Linked DNA regions of Ovis canadensis: region 1 is linked to region 2. The links are chromatin contacts, called in public Hi-C maps. All regions are on one chromosome and are shown on one strand. Each heading gives the region's core, a stretch centred on a gene start, on an enhancer-like site or on the middle of the called end of the contact. The rest is flanking DNA. Distances are from core to core; before and after follow the strand shown.

Evidence for each region. Hi-C and Micro-C count contacts between places; a contact is called where the count stands out from the background.
Region 1: a contact with region 2 is called in a Hi-C map of fibroblasts, with 5 times the contacts expected there. The contact joins the promoter of ARID2 here to the promoter of SCAF11 in region 2. A contact is called at or near these places in 2 of 2 Hi-C or Micro-C datasets (fibroblasts and lung).

What each region holds. Positions count from the first base shown.
Region 1 is chr3:146,475,554-146,479,623 of ARS-UI_OviCan_v2, forward strand. It overlaps ARID2 (AT-rich interaction domain 2), which reads right to left and starts at 2,204. Exons shown (of 21, transcript XM_069584502.1): 1 at 992-2,204; 2 at 784-877. The coding sequence starts at 1,083.
Region 2 is chr3:146,173,553-146,177,151 of ARS-UI_OviCan_v2, forward strand. SCAF11 (SR-related CTD associated factor 11) reads left to right here and starts at 1,773. Exons shown (of 16, transcript XM_069584504.1): 1 at 1,773-2,262.

The sequences.
Region 1 (4,070 bases), core at 954-3,453, 300 kb after region 2:
CTCTGTCGCCCCCTTTTAAATCTCAACGCGGTCCGTTTACACTAAAAAAAAAAAAAGTTCAAAAGGATCAATACTGTTCCGGACAGCGACGTCCGCAGGTTCTGGGGGGGCCCGGGCCGGGGCCGATTCCGATCCCTCTCCCAGATCTATCCATCTCCATAGGCCCTTCTTTGAGGCCTACAGCTTCTGCCTAGCCTTGAAGCCTAAGATGGCTATTTGGAGACAGGTCCTGGTTTCTTTTGTTAGCTGTATAAACCGAGGGCGACGGGGCCGAGGCTGTGCCCCCGGCTGCCGGGATCATTTCGCAGCCGATTATCGATGTTAAACCTGCCCGCGCTAATTTTGAGTTGCACGAAAACTGCTCTCAGAGTCTGTGTGTCTCTGTGTCTCCGCCTGTGCTAGAGCGGCAGCGGCGGCAGAGCTGACTCGCGAGCGAGCGGGCGGGCGGGCGCGGGGCGGGCGCGGGGCTCGGGCGGGCGCCCCGCACGCCCGCACTCCCCGCCGCGGCGCTCAGACCCCGCCGGGCCGGCCGGGCACCGGGCAGGGCGCGAGCCGGCGCCGGGCCGCCCGCCCGCCGAGCCCCGCGCCCGCCGCGCGCACGCGAGCCACCAGGCCAAAAACAGCCCCGCCGCCGTCCGCCTCCGTGCCACCGGCTGGGAGCGAAAAGAACGCCTCTGGCCCCCGCAGGCCACCCCCCCGGCCCCGAGCGCCCACTCCGGGGTCAAAGGAGACTTTTTGGAGGAGGCCAGCGAGAGGGAAATACAAATTAAAACTTCCACTCACCTTCGCGAATCCGCCTAAAGTAGTGACTCTGGTGTAGAGACCGTGAAGATCCAGCTCCTTCCCACCCACCGCAGGGATTTTTTTAAAAGGCGACCTGCGGGAGAGAGAAAGCCCCGCACTTGTCAGCCGGGACCCCGCGGCGGCCCGAGCGGGAGAGCCCCGTTCGCCCCGGCTCGCCCCGGCGCTGCCCCCCCGGTTCTGCTCTCACCCTCTGCTGTGGTGGAACTGCCGCAGCTCGTCCAGGAAAGCGAGTCCCTTTCTCCGCTCGTCCGGAGGCGCCTTCCCCGTCGAGTTTGCCATTATTTTTTCAAAGGAGGTTTTAAAAAAACCCAGATCGGTGTTTTAAAAGCGCCCCCCGCTCCCAGCGCTTCCTACCAGAGCCCGGAGCCCATTCCTCGGCCGGCGGCGGCGGGGCTCAGTCATGGGCCGGCGGTGGCGGCGGCGGCGGCGGCGGCGGCGGCGGCGGCGGCGCAGGGAGGGAGGGAGGGAGGGGGAGGAGGAGGAGGAGGAGGGGAAGGAGGGAGCAGGAGGCCAGGGGGAGAGGAGGGAAGGAGGGAGGGGAATTTCTAAAAAAGTTTAAAGAAATCGGAGCGAAACTAGAGGGGCAGGCGACTGCCGGATCCGCGCGAAGCCGCGGGGCGAGCGCGGCCCCCACCCCTTCCTTCCCTCCCTCCCGCGGCCCGGCTCTCGCCCGCCTCTCAGCGCCGCCGGCTCAGGCGGCTCGGCCCGGGGACGCGATTCAACATGGTGCTGCTGCCGGGGGCGCGCGAGCGGGCGAGGGGAAAGGCGAGCCGACGGTGAGGGGCCGGGGTGGCCGGAGGCCCGGGAGTTTCGGCGGCCGCGGCGGCGGCGGCGGCGGCGGGGCTGGGGCAGGCGGGGCTGGGGGTGGGGAGGGGGAGGTCTGTGTGGTGGTTTGTGGAAAGCGGGGTGACAGCGTGTATTCCGGCCGCAGCTCCGCGGGGCCCTCGCACACATTCACGCGCGGCCTCGCGGCCGGGGCGTCCCCGGGCAGAAGGCACCGGCGGCAGCCGAGCCGCTGCGCGCCGCCCGCCCGCTTCCCTCCCCGCCAGCCTCCCTCTCTGCCGCCTCCAGCGTCGCCGCCACGGCCGGGCAGCCAGAGCCGCACAGCGACCCCCGAGGGCCGGCCGCGGCACTGCGCCTGACTCCACACCGCCCCGGCAGCTCCTCGCGGGGAACAATAGACTCGGCTCGCCGGGCTTAGGGTTCATCTGCAATGTGCCGCACATTTCACACGCACACAAAGCCGGCGGAAAGGGGGGAGGCGCGGGGAAACGGCCACTACCGGTTGTTCCAGGGTTAGGGGTGGAGGCGATGTTCGCGTCCCCGGCCCGGCAGTTGGAAGGGCCGCCTTGGAGTCCCCGCCCGTCCGACAGAACTGGTGTAGAGCTCGGGAGGGAAAGGAAGCCCAGAGGGGAAGCTCCTCACGCTAGCTTCATTCACTGATAGGAATAAAGTCAACCTGTCACCTTTTTTTTTATAAGGTCTAAAAGAATCGGCTTTTCTGAGCTTTGTGGCGATAGTCAGGGGGGGCCTGGTTAGCACATTTTCCATGACTTACACACAAACTAACTTTAGCAAACTGTAAATTAAATACAATGTGAACTGTCTGTCCTAGTTCTGTGGAAATGGAATCATGCTCTTAATTCATCTTGACTTTTGTTGGTTTCATTTCTCAAACTAGATTATTCTGTGCAGTTATGCAAACAGTAATTAAACTGATTGGGAAGCAATCTTTTGAACTTGGACGATAATAATTAACGTTTATATTTTTATATTAAGGTATGTTATAGTTTGCTTAAAACATATTGAATAAAATCTTATGTTTTTGCTTTTTCTCAAATGTCTTAATACGATCCCGGTTTAAAATATTTTTGAAGCTCAAAATAAGAGGCTGTTCAAATGGGAGACGTAACATCTCAACAAATACTACCACAAGTTTATATCTACAAGGGGTGTTGGGGTCAGCCGTTTGCTGCAAATGTTAATTAAGCTTCAAGAATTGTGAAGCATATTATTATTCCCATTTCCGCGATGGCCACTATAGGCAAAGTCACCGACACCCAAGGTCACATTCTAGTAAAGGGTTGGATGGGTTATTTCAGGTAGTGATTCCAATGAGAACATTTATTTGGTAGTGAAAAGAATTATGTAATATAGTCCAGCCACGCTTCCGGTGCTCACTCTAGGAAACGGATTATTTCTCAAGTAAAGTTTGCCTCTTAAACGGGGTTGGAATAAGGCTATGGCTAGGCAGTTCCTGACACCCAAGGGCCAGTAAGTGTCTCGGAAGCCAGTGAGGGGCGGAGACGAGGCCGGGGGAGTGGAGCAGCGAAGCCCAGGCTGGAGGCGAGGGGGGGCGGGGCAGAAGGGAGACCAGGTCATCCGTCCCTTCCCCCACCAGTCCTCTTAGGGGTGGTGGAGATATGGGCCGCAGAGCTGCGAGTCCCGAGCTGTGCGGATTCCCTAAACGCCGCACTTGCGCACAGCCCCTTACGTAACTGTCAGCGCCGGGGATTCCCTAGAGGGGGTCATTCTATTCAACCATTACACACACCCGGGGCTCCTGCCGCCGCGCCGCCGCCTCACAAAATGGCGGCGCCCATAGAGGAGACAGCGGCCGCCTCCTCGGCCCCATTTTGTGGGAGGCGAGAGATCTGTCAACATGGAATACCTCCGCTAAGGATACATCTGAGTTTGGAAATCCTGCTTAAGGGATGGAGCCGAGAGGATCTGCTTCGACGGAAAATGTCAGCGACTTCTAGCACCTCCACGCTTTTTCACTTTTTTCATTTTCTCTAAGGAAGCGCCCGAAGCTGCCGGGGTACTTGTAACTGAAGAGAGAAGGGAAAGCTGCAGCTGACTGCTCCGGGAACTTGCCGCGGCGTCTTTTGGCTTTGGTTGCTCTTCCCCGCTCCCGGGAGCTGACCGCGGTCTCGCGGAGGGTCGCCTGGGGCCCCGGGACGGCTCAGAAAGGACCGGGACCCGGCGACACCAAGTGGCAGCGGCCTCCGCCGAGTCACTTCAACAGCGAGACTTTTCAGTAGTTTTTAAATGCCAGAGTCCGCAGCCCCACCGGGATCCCTTGCCAGAGTCGTGAGCTCCGGGAGCCGCGGACGCTCCTGCTCCGTCAGGCGGCCGGGAGCCGGGTTGCCCGGAGTCGGCGGTCCTCGCGGATGCCGGCAGCCTCGGCGCGCCGGGTGGTCGCCGTCGGGACCCGGGCCCTGAATGATGCTACCGGGGCAGGAGTGGGAATGAAGGCACGTACA
Region 2 (3,599 bases), core at 523-3,022:
TCAGGACCCCTTGGACTATAGTTCACCAGGCTTCTCTGTCCATGGGATTGTCCAGGCAAGAATACCGGAGTGGTTGCTATACCCTCCTCCGGGGGATCTTCCCCACTCAGAGATCCAACCAGTTGTCGTTCCTTGGTCTCCCGCATTGGCAGGTGGATTCTTTACCACTGCGCCACTTGGGAAGCCACCTGGGAAGCCCTCAGCGTGACCAGGGGAGTGCAAAGCCCATAGAAAGTAAGGAAGGAGGCAGACGACCCCAAAACGTGTGACAGCTAAGACGGGATGTGATTGAGACCTGAGTGAGCCAAGTTAGAGGCCCAGGGACAGAGCTTTGCGGGGGTGCGGGGGGGGGGGGGGGGTGTGTGTGTGCAAAGACCTTCGGATAGAAGAGAGGGGAAGGACACCCAGAGCAGGAAGAGTAGTCAGAAGTGTGAAGATTTATCCTGAAGATAAACTATGTGGTTAAACGGTCGGTGACCTTAAAAAGCAGTGTGAAAGGTATATCCGAGATAAAATAAGAGATTTGATGACCCTACGGAGAAAGAATCAATGAAGTGAAGTCGCTCAGTCATGTCCGATTCTGGGACCCCATGGACTGTAGTCTACCAGGCTCCTCCGTCCATGGGATTATCCAGGTAAGAGTACTGGAGTCTCCCGCATTGTAGGCAGACGCTTTACCGTCTGAGCCAGCAGGGAAGACCAAAAAAATCGATAATGGTACACAAGTTCCATATAGCAGTCTCCGACGTATTCTTGAATGAATCATCACCTGTCTCTATCTAACCACCACCAAATTACCTTGGTGGTTAGGAGAGACATTACTTGCGGACAAAGGTCTGGCTAGTCAAAGCTATGGTTTTTCCGGTAGTCACGTATGGATGTGAGAGTTCGGCTATAAAGAAAGCTGAGCTCCAAAGAATTGATGTTTTTGAACTGCGGTGTTGGAGAAGACTCTTGAGAGTCCCATGGACTGCAAGGAGATCCAACCAGTCCATCCTAAAAGAAATCAGTCCCAAATATTCATTGGAAGGACTGATGCTGAAGCTGAAACTCCAATACTTTGGCAACCTGATGCGAAGAACTGACTCACTGGAAAAGACCCTCATGCTGGGAAAGACTGAAGGCAGGAAAAGAAGGGGAAGACAGAGGATGAGATGGTTGGATGGCATCACCAACAGGATGGACGTGAATTTGAACAAGCTCCGGGAGCTGTGATGGACAGGGAAGCCTGGTATGCTGCAGTCTATGGGGTCACAAAGAGTCGGACAAATCTAAGCTACTGAACTGAACCACCAAGTGGATCAGGATCACATTTAATTTTTTGTTGTGGGAATTTAGATACGGGGACATGCCTAGGCTTGATGAGTCATGTAGGATACCTCTTCAAAGCGTTTTAAAAATGCCCACTGGGCAGGAAGAAAGAGGTGAGCATATAAGTTGGGGCCACTTTAGCCTCCCTGCAGGATGTAGTTCAGGCGGGTAACGCTGCAGGAAGAAAACTTAATCCACCGCCAAACAACAAAACACTGTTTTCAATAGCAGATAGGATAGTAAAGGCCGCACAAAGCCCCTCATGTCCTGTTCCCCGAGAGCCTTCTTAACTGTCTTCTGCAGCTTGGGGTGTACAGCCGGCAACGCAAGGCTGACTCCAGCGCGCCGCGCAGGCGCAGAACCCGCGGCGTGGGAGGAGAGCCGGGCGTTAAGGACGTTTCCCAGAAGCCCGCGCCACGAGCTGGGGCCCTCCCTCCTGCTCGCAGGCCGCGTGACTTGACTCCGCCCGTCACGTTCTTCCGTCGCAAACGGTGGATTGCCAGCGCCCCCCTGAGGTCTGGTTGAGCGCTGCAGTCGTGCACGCAGGGCCAGTGCGAGCGGGTAGGGAAACAGCGAAGGGTCCGCCGCCGCCGCCGCCGCCGCCGGCGTCACCGTAGCGCGCCGACCTGTGGCGGCGCGGCTTAGCCGAGGGGAGAAGAGGGGGAGGGGGAAGGGGACGCGCGGAGCGGAGCGGGAGGAGGCCAGACGGGGCGGGGGGAGGGGGAGCAGCGGTGGCGCAAGCCGCGCGGAGCAGCGCAGCCCGGGTCCGCTCCCTGCTCCACCGCCGCCACCTCCCGCGCCAGCCAGCAGAGCCGGCCTCAGCGGCCCCCGGAATACCTCAAAGCGGACGGAGTCCATGTTGGGGAACTTGGCGGCGGCGTGACGGGAACCTGGGGACCTGCAGTGGGGCTGCCGCCGCCGCCGGAGCCTGCGCCTCGACCTCGGCCTGAGGTAAACACGGGCCGACCCCGGGGGTGGACGGGCGCAGACAGCTGTCGCTGCGGGGTGGGGTGGACGGGCCGGCGGAGTGGGGGAGAGGGGGCCCGGGGCGATGGGAGGGCGGACAAAGTTTCGGAATCCCGCGCGGCCCAGGCGGCGTTCTGCGCTCGGAGGAAAGTTGGAGCCGCCTCTCGAGGCGGGGGAGGCTGAGGCGGGGAGGCCCCGCGTTCCTCTCGCCACCCCCGCGAGGGCGGCCCCGTGTCGGCCGCCGCCGCCTCGCTGTCGGTACCCCGTCCCATTTCCTCCTTGTGGCCTACCCGCCGCCTCCGCCGGCGGCTCCCGTCCCCGCCCGGGGTCCTGGGGGAGTGGGTTGAGCCTAGGGTTCTCGGCGGCAGGGTCGCCACACGTCCAACCCCGTCCCTGCGGGGCACTGTGTCCTGCTGGGCTTCCGGGAGCTCCCCGACTCCGGCTCTCTCTCGACTTGGGAGACTTTGCTTTTGTCAATAGCGTCCAAGCCCGTTTGTGAAACCAAACTTTACTGCGCGGTGACCTCTCGGAGTGCGCGACTAGGGAAGAGCCGGCGTTTCAGAGCATCCGCGTTACCCCATGCTCTGAATTCCAAACTCTTCTCCCACCTTCGATTTTTAAACCAGTTTCCCCGTCTGATGAGAGGGCCGGGAGGTCTCAACTTGGCTCCATCAGTCGCTCCTCCTTAGCTACTAGGAATTTTGAACCATTAAAAACATTTTTTAGAGAGGTCTGGCCGTCTTGCTCTGTCCCCCCATTTTGAAAAATTGTTCTGAAAGTAAGCGCCTGATTTAAGAGTAGTTGAATAAAACATTCAGATACGAATATGGAATTTAAAAATATTCTCAAAGTATTTCTGTACCCTGTTATATACACAGTGTCTACGAGTTGAGCGTTTTTCAGTCATTTTGGTTTACATTTTAATGTTTTTGTCACTGCTAGTGAACTAAGATATTCAGGCAGAACTGACCAAAAAGTTTTTAATATAGTGCTTTGGCTAGTAGATGCCGTTCTTCAGTTTTCCCAATTTGGGAAATTCACTGAATATTGGAAAAAGCATGTTTAGTAGATGCGTTTTTTCATTATAAAACAGAAGTTGATTCGTGCATATGACTACTTACCTCAGCAGGATGTTGAAGTACATTCTTAAATGTGGGTTTTGTGTTTTATTGGTATTAAAATTTTGATATGTAATCAAGTCTTTTTCCACGTTATTGCTTTCTCTTCCCTGTTTCTTTGGCAGTTGGCCTAATCATTTGACTTTTTTGCTGTTTGCTAAGAGCTGCAATAAAGTTTGTGGGACTTTTGTTTTTGTTGTTTTA